Linked DNA regions of Sus scrofa: regions 2 and 3 are each linked to region 1. A link is a contact called in public Hi-C and HiChIP or PLAC-seq data. All regions are on one chromosome and are shown on one strand. Each heading gives the region's core, a stretch centred on a gene start, on an enhancer-like site or on the middle of the called end of the contact. The rest is flanking DNA. Distances are from core to core; before and after follow the strand shown. Region 1 holds the start of RAB8A (RAB8A, member RAS oncogene family). Region 2 holds the start of EPHX3 (epoxide hydrolase 3). Region 3 holds the start of ILVBL (acetolactate synthase-like protein).

Region 1 (2,700 bases), core at 167-2,666:
GAAGCAGGCAAATAACATGGGAAGAGTACAAAGAAAAAGATCTGTGAGAGGAGGTGGTCAATAGTATCAAATGCCACAGAGGCTGAATGCAGCCAGGTGGTCATTGCCTCTGGTTGGTTGAAGCTTTTCCTAACCAGAGCCAGATTAGCCAAAGAATGTGAAGTGGGACAGTGAGGAGAGGCAGCAGTCATCTTTTGTCAAGATCCTTGGGAAGCCTCCAGGCCTGATAGCCCAGAGTGACACATGGCGGTGAGTCCACCCAAGTGATGTGGCTCATCCCTACCACGCAGAAAACTATCTGATCAAGACCTTAGCCTCTGAAGCTGTTCGGTTTGAGTTCAAAAACCAATTTATCTGGTTAAGAGCCTGGGAAAGTCATTTAACCTCTCAGTCTTGTTTTCTCACCGTAAAACTTGGTGGGGGGAAGCGTGAACACACACAATAATACCTACCTCGGTGGGTTGGGGTGTGGACAAAATATTTTATAAATTTTTTTATAAGTGCTGACAACACTGGCAGGCACAGAACCAAAAGCTCTTTAGTATTCCCTCTAATTCTCACTATCCGAACTCTCTCGGCGGGTTCCAAGGCTCCAGGGTGCAACTCAGACGGCTGACTGGGTCGCGGCGGGAGAGGCTCTGGGACAAGTCCTGGGCAACCTCTAAATAGATCCAAGGGAGCATCCTGAGGAGTCCTGCGGACCTCGGGGCGCAGCTTGTGGCTGAGGCCTGGGTGTCTCTAGGAAGATCCGCTGGCCAGCGTCAAGGCCCCGGAGCAAGTCTCGAGGGGGCCTCGTTTCGACTATGACGGTACTTCTGCTCTCCTATCTCTTCGGCTCCGCCCGGTCTGACACGGAAGCCTGCAGACCGCACCACCACCGCCACGCCACATTCCCGCGCTGGACCCGACGCTAATTGAACTTGCTCCGGCCTGGAACAGCAAGAGCCAGAGAACACCCCCACCACCCGCGTGCGCCCTCTGCTGGCACACTACGGCCTTCCCGGCGCGCTTGCGCACGCTCCCCAGACCCCGCCCCAGCTTGAGGGCGCGCGGAGCCGTTGGCCCAGCTGCCCGCCCTCCCCCTCCCATCGGGGGGCGTGGCCGCCCTAGAGTCAGAGGAAGAAGGCGGGGACACAGAGATGCCATGCCCCAGCCTTGTCCCCATTTGAAGCCCCTCGACTCCTCACCACTGGCCAATCGCAGTCCGCCCTGTCCTGAGCGCCGGCCAATGAGCGGCGCCCTCAGGCCGCTTCCGGCTCTGCGCCCTGCTCGCCCCTTCCCCACGTCTTCCTGAGACGGGCGGGGCGCGGGGGCGGGCGTCGGCCGCGGTGACGCGCGGCGGGCCAGGAGCCAATGGGGGGCGGGATCGGCGCTGATGGACTGGGCCAGGGGCCAGTGGCGAGGCGCTGGCCGCACTTCCCGTCGGGGAGAGAGTGTAATATGGCGAAGACCTACGATTACCTGTTCAAGCTGCTGCTGATCGGGGACTCGGGGGTGGGGAAGACCTGTGTCCTGTTCCGCTTCTCCGAGGACGCCTTCAACTCCACTTTCATCTCCACCATAGGTAGTGGGGCCGGGAGCGCGGAAGGCCCAGGCCGGGCTCTCACCCTGAGGGCTGGGACTGAGGGAGCTGCTGAGCGGGATGGACCCGAGATCTGAGAGGGTCGAGAAGGCCGGAGCGGGAAGGAGCAGTAGCCTGCACCGCCCTTTGGGGGTTCCTGGGCCATGGGGCGGGGGTGAGGGTCAGGTACCCAATTTGCAGATGGGAATACTGAGGCCCCAATCCTCAGCCTACTTGTCAGGGAGTGTATGTCCTGGACAGAGTCTTGGCGCCCTGTCATCTTGTTCTTGCATCGGCCCTCGAAGCAGTCTTTGGGGTCTTTGACTTATAAACGTAGAAATGTGGAGTTGTCCATGGGGAAAGGACAGTGACAGGTGACATCTAACTTTATTGAGCTTTTATTGTGTGTCAGGTGCTTTACGTGCATGATCACACTTCCTGGTCCTCTGTGTCAAGTGCTGTTATGAGTTACTTTCACAGAAGAGGCATTTGAGGCTCAGGGAGACTGTACTTGCCCAAGGTCACACAGTCTACTGGTGGCAAGGATGGTATTTGTACCCAGGTGTGTTTGACCCCCCAAACTCAAGGCTCAACCGTCCCAGAGAGATGTGAGCACTCACTCCCCAGGACAAGCATAGCTGATCCATGTCTAAGCCAGGACTCCAACCCAGACCTCTCCTGCTCTTTTATAATGGAATATTCAGGGGTTGAGCCCCCTCCCTGATCCTATTTCCCCTAGAGATGAATTTCTTCTGGAAAGAATGATGAGAGGGAGTCCAGAGACTTTCCTTGCCCAGCTTTCCATCCCACTAGAGGGTAACAGAAATGGCAAGTGACAGCTGTCTGCCCTGGGACCTGTCATCCTGAGGAGATGCCAGATAAAAGCTTCAGCTTAGAAACCAAAATCAGCCACTGCCACAGACAGCCCCAACTTCCCTATCACTAGGGCCAGGACACCAGTTGTCACTTTGCAAAACAGCCTTGCCCACAGGGCCAGCCCACACTGTGGTTGAACAGAACTGACCTGTTGCTTCTCAGTTCTGACATCCACAAAAAGTGGGAGCTGACTTCTCACCAGAAAAAAGGCCATTGCCTGCATGAAAAGGTTTGACTGGGAAGTAACACCCATCAGGCAGAGT
Region 2 (2,700 bases), core at 58-2,557, 900 kb before region 1:
GCATTCCAGGCCTTTGGGTCTCAGACATACCAGTTCTCCGGGAAGCCATGCAGAAACAGCATGAGGGGACCATTGCCGCGTCCAGCAGAGACATAGTGCAGGTGCACGCCTGAGCTCTGGGAAAGGGCACAGTATGCGACTTGGGAAACCCCTCTTCCCTAAGAAGTGTGGGAACACTTCACTTCCCACACCCCCCAGGCATGCGCAGATCCAGATTTGGATTCAACTATTTGCCACCCCGCACGGGTCTTAGACAGCCCCGCCTCCCTGGCTCCTTGACCCTCGAAACCCCGGTGGTGCCGCCCCACGCACTCACCTTGAGAGTCAGGAAGCAGTGCTCGCCCAGCGTGGGGTCGTTTAAGCAGGCGGGTGGGGTGCGCCGGGGTCGGCCGCAGCAGCCGCGTCGGGGCCGGCACAACACATGAGTGAGAGCGATGCAGCCGTAAACTGCTGCAGCCACTAGGGCCGCGGAGAACACGAGGCTCCACATGAAGGCGCGAAGCAGCTTCAGAGTGAGGCGCGATGGCGCCAGCAGGGCCGTCACCACCAGCTCGGGCATGTCACCGCGTTCCGGCACGACTGCGTGGCCGTCTAGGGTCTGGGCAAGGGGCACTGGCTGCAGCGGCAAGGCGGGATCTGGGCTGCGGAGCCCACCGCCTTTGGTCTGGGGTCCCTCCGTGCTGTCGGGGCTTGAGGAAAGCGCGGAGAGAAGAGGCTGGCAGCTCAGACCGAAACTGTCACCGCGCACTACTCACCTAAGTGCTAGGTAAACACCTGAGCGCGACGGTGATGGGGAACAAGGAGGCTCGAGGTGCAGGGGTGGAACTGCGAGGACCAGCCCTAGGGTGGTTGGGGTGGAGTCTTGGCGAGAAGGGAAGCTTGGGGCCAGGACTGTGGGCAGGATCAGAAATGCTTGGGCGGGGCTTAGGGGGGCGGGGTCTAGTAGGCCTCCCTGTTGGGTGTGTGGGTGGGGGTCAAAAGTCGAGAGGGAGAGATAGGGTCCTGCACAAACAAGAGACAGGGGGGCACCGTGGGTGAAATGGGCGGAGCCTGAGATAAAGGGGCGGGGCAGTGCAGGGTAGGTACCGCCTACCGGCTGGAAAGGTGAACTCAACTAGGCCTACCTAGGAGCGTTGCGAGGGCTTGGGGCGTGGCTAAGGAGGGTGCGGACGAAGGTGGAACCGAAAGAAGGCGGGGCCTAACGTTGGGCCGAGAAGGTCTGAGGCTGGGCCAGGATGGCTTGGGTGCGAGGGCTGGACCAATGAGCTGGGGATCGGCCTGCATACGGGCCAATGAGACGGAGGGGCGGGGTCGGAACCTAATATGGCGGGTCAGGCGGGTCCGGAAGCGGAAGGTGTGGGACAGACGGTGCCATGACTGGGGTTGGGAGGGTGGCGTGGGGTGTCGCCACGGCCAAAGCATGCCTTGGGAGACCCTGCCGTCGCCCTCTCTGGAGCTCCCCACCCGGAAACGCGCGACCCTCCCTCCTTGCAGCACCTTCTCCAAGCCCTGGTTCCAACGGTGGTTCAGCCGCCTCGACCCCACGATAGCCTCCAGTTGGTCCAGCGGACCCGTCGGCCCGCCCCTGCACAGATGTGATTGGACAGAGGCGGTCATTGACTTACCAATCTGCGGTTGTAGACGCCGGGGCTCCGCGGGTGGCGGCAGCAGGCGGGAGACTGACTTCTAAAGGATATATGCCTGAGCGCCGAAGAACAGGGATGGTTGTCATTGGGACTCTGGCCAAAGAGGTAGCTGAGTAGGGCCAGGCGAGAAGTCTGGCAGGATACCTTCTTCCTCCTGTTTTGCAAACTTCCCCCAACATCCCGAACATTTCAAGGTCATTCATCATTTAACCCTTACAACAACCATTAGTGTAGGTAGTATTATCACCTCCCTGTATTACGGTATAGATCACGAGCCTGAAATTCATTTGCCTAAAGCCTAATAGCTGGTTCAACAGCAATCAGAACTTGAGAAAAGCAGCAGTCTTGGGCTCCACCTTTCCTTCCCCCTGGAGGCAGCCATTGGAAAGATTTTAGCTTTTTTCTGGGGGTTGGTTACCTAGCTACCTCTAAATGTGCTTATGTGGCTACTTCCTGATTTACCTATTTGGGGCATTATCCATTGACTGTATCACTGTCACCACCACTGCACAAGCATTTTCCATGTTTAGTTTTCATATTTCTTTTAAACACTTCACCTATTTTTCATCACTTCCCATTTTCCCTGACACTTAGCACTGTTAGCCTTACCTTGGTATTGTCAAGACTGCTAAACATTATACTTGTCCTAGGACCATAATTAAGCCCATGGGTCCTTACTTAAAGGGAAATAGTGGTTTACGTGGTGCTGCCTCAGTAAACAATGCATTTCAGAGCTTAATAGGTGCCTGTGATTACACTGCTCATACTGCACAAGTGTTTGCCCTGCACACTTACCACTTACCTATTTTGCATGATTAGGCTGTATTGTGGCTTTGGCTTCATTTACATTTTCATCAAATCAATGGTCCAGCCACTTGATGATGCTGTATCCTGCCTGAGTACTCTAATCTGGCTGCAAGGTCTATGGGTGTGGAACTCCCTTCTTCCTCTGCTATAGAACACTGATTCCCACATTCCCCCTACACCCCCAGCTCTACCCTTAAAGAAAAAGACAGCAGTAGTCACAGGACAGTGATTTTATATTCAGTACAAA
Region 3 (2,700 bases), core at 104-2,603, 990 kb before region 1:
TATGAGCCCTGGTTTCCTCCTATGGAAAATGAAGACAGAAACCAGAGCATCTATTCAGGAACGTGTTGGGTACATGGGAAAACCCCTCTAAAGCATTGAGCTCAGCAACTGTCACAAAATTGTCACAGCCTCCTCCTCTGGAGCCTGTGTTCAGCACTCTGACCCCACCCTGTTAGGGTACTGCTCTGTAAAACGGGCCCCAGGCCCCAGATGTAGGAGGTTGGCGGGGTACTGAATGCCCCGGGCAGCTGTGGCTTCCAGGTGATCTCTTCCCTGAGGCAAAGTCCAGAGCTCCGCAAGCAGCTCGGGGCAGTGGCGACGGAACCCTGGAAAAACTCTCCCGACCAGTTCCTCTGATTAGTCGGGCCTCACTTTCCTCGTCTGTAAAATGAGTTAGCTGGAAAGAGCGCTGGAAGTCCACTCCTTCTTTACTTGCCCCCGGCCGCCACCCCCGTATTCCCCCAAACCTTATGCGTTAGCTGATAGAAGAGCCCCAGGCGATAAGCAGCGCCCAGCAAGGCGGCCACTAGCGTCCCGAAGGCCAGGAACAGGAAAGAGGGGAAGAAGCCCCCAGCAGGGGCGGCGGCCGCGGGGGTCTCCATATGGTAGCACCTAAGAAAGAAAGGAGAGCGCTAGGACATTGGCGCGACAACCGCGACCTCAGAAGGCATTCCCCCACTCCCAGCTCAGATTCCGAACCACGCTCCTTGTCGCGAGTTTCTGAGCGACCACGCCCCTTACACCGCTAGGCTCCGGACCAGGCCAAGCCCCTCGGGGATCAGGCCAAGCCTCTTGCAACACCAGCACCGCCCCCGCCACCCCCCGCCTCCCCGCATACCTCACCATGACCACCTAAACTGTGCCATCACAGGTCAAAGCGGCGACAATGCCTCAAAAGAGTTATTTTCCCATTTACTTGCTCCTCAATGGATCAGCGGGAAGTTCCGCCTCTCTTTGCCATCAAGGACCAAGACTCTCAGCCCTGGAGATGAGCCCATCCTACATCTACGCCCCCCAAGTTAGCGTGCGCGACACTGTCTTCAAGCCAGGCCCCTCTCCGCTAGCAAGCGCCCAGGCCCGAGCCTAACCCCCAACCCCAGGCAGCGAGGTCTGGACGCACCGGGATGCTTCTCCGACCCACGGGGCACTTTAACCTTCACCTACACGAAAATCCGCCGACTCCGGTGTAATTAGGCGCCCTTCGTGTCACGTGACGGGGCGCGCAGCCTGAAGAGGCTGGACCCGGAACCTATGACCTTGCCCCTTTCGCCCACTTGGATCAGGGCGCCCGGTAGTCCAACTCGAAGCGCGTGGGCGGAACTGACCGGTAGCCATGTTCCGGTACACAGGCACCTCCCATAAGAGCCCTCCCTCTTACTGGCTGCCTCTGCACAGGTTCCGCCCTCTCTCGCTTCTCATTGACTCTCACTGCAGGCCTTTTACAAAAGGCCGCGCCCCTTTGCTGCTTCCAAGAGCCAGCCCTTCATTTGGCGGATTGTTGCGGGCCTCCGCAGATTCCCTGCGCTCTGAACCCAGGCGGCTTTCCGCAACCGCGGCGCTGAACACCTCTTCTCGTAGGCGGAGCCTGAACAGTCACGGTCTGAACAGTCACGGTCCCTTTGCCAGAGTCCACATCTTTCGGGACCTCACCCCCAACAAACCTCGCCCTCTCGATCTAATACCAGACTCCACCTCCCATCCTACCGCAATACTGCCATGGAAGAGGCCAGGTCCCCACCCTCTCCTTTTTTTTTTTTTTTTGTCTTTTTTTGTCTTTTTGCCATTTCTTGGGCCGCTCCCGCGGCATATGGAGGTTCCCAGGCTAGGGGTTGAATCGGAGCTGTAGCCACCGGCCTACGCGAGAGCCACAGCAACTCCAGATCCGAGCCGCGTCTGCAACCTACACCACAGTTCACGGCAACACTGGATCCTTAACCCACTGAGCGAGGCCAGGGATCGAACCTTCAATCTCATGGTTCCTAGTCGGATCCGTTAACCACTGAACCACGATGGGAACTCCTCACCCTCTCCTATTGAGAAACATTTCTGTTTCTCCAGTTTGGGGCTATTACAAAGCCCCTATGGACAATCATACCAAGTGTAAATGAAACGAGAAAGCTTCAGAAGTGGTGATGGAGAACAGAAGCCAGTGAGGAGCCAGTGAGGTCATGGCCAAGGACCACGGAAGACCATAGATCAAGACCTTACCGCCAGAGAGGGCAGGAATATTCACAACATATTTAAATTGCTAAATCCGCGAACTTCCGTGTGTGTTTCCCATGCATCCTTTGAAGTTTATTGTCTGTTATGACTTTAACATTTATTTTGGGAGTTCCTGTCGTGGAGCAGCGGAAACGAATCCGACTAGGAACCCTGAGGTTGTGGGTTCGATCCCTGGCCTCGCGCAATAGGTTAAGGATCCAGCGTTGCAGTGAGCTGTGGCATAGATCACAGAAGCAGCTCAGATCTGGCGTTGATGTGGCTCTGGCGTAGGCTGTCAGCTATAGCTCCGTTTAGACCCCTAGCCTGGGAACCTCCATATGCGGCTGATGCAGCCCTAAAAGGACAAAAGACCAAAAAAAAAATTATTTTTCATGTGGATTGGACGTTTCTCCCCAAGTCTGTGGGTCACCAGCCATAAAAAACCCCATTCCGGCTTGGAAGACAGTTTGAACTGGATGCTGTGGATGCTGGATGGTG

What was found. A called contact is a pair of places that touch in the nucleus more often than the background predicts. HiChIP or PLAC-seq counts read pairs in DNA pulled down with a chosen protein or histone mark.
Region 2: a contact with region 1 is called in a Hi-C map of liver, with 4 times the contacts expected there. The contact joins the promoter of EPHX3 here to the promoter of RAB8A in region 1. A contact is called at or near these places in 1 of 5 promoter capture datasets (fetal liver) and 1 of 47 Hi-C or Micro-C datasets (liver).
Region 3: a contact with region 1 is called in an H3K27ac HiChIP or PLAC-seq map of alveolar macrophages. The contact joins the promoter of ILVBL here to the promoter of RAB8A in region 1. A contact is called at or near these places in 3 of 47 Hi-C or Micro-C datasets (brain, heart right ventricle and skeletal muscle) and 1 of 2 datasets of contacts at active chromatin or transcription factors (alveolar macrophages).

Annotation. Positions count from the first base shown.
Region 1 is chr2:61,449,067-61,451,766 of Sscrofa11.1, reverse strand. It overlaps RAB8A (RAB8A, member RAS oncogene family), which reads left to right and starts at 1,416. Exons shown (of 8, transcript NM_001243802.1): 1 at 1,416-1,564. The coding sequence starts at 1,441.
Region 2 is chr2:62,347,138-62,349,837 of Sscrofa11.1, reverse strand. EPHX3 (epoxide hydrolase 3) reads right to left here and starts at 1,307. Exons shown (of 8, transcript XM_005652901.3): 1 at 756-1,307; 2 at 317-598; 3 at 31-116. The coding sequence starts at 559.
Region 3 is chr2:62,434,021-62,436,720 of Sscrofa11.1, reverse strand. ILVBL (acetolactate synthase-like protein) reads right to left here and starts at 1,353. Exons shown (of 16, transcript XM_003123453.5): 1 at 1,165-1,353; 2 at 468-612. The coding sequence starts at 602.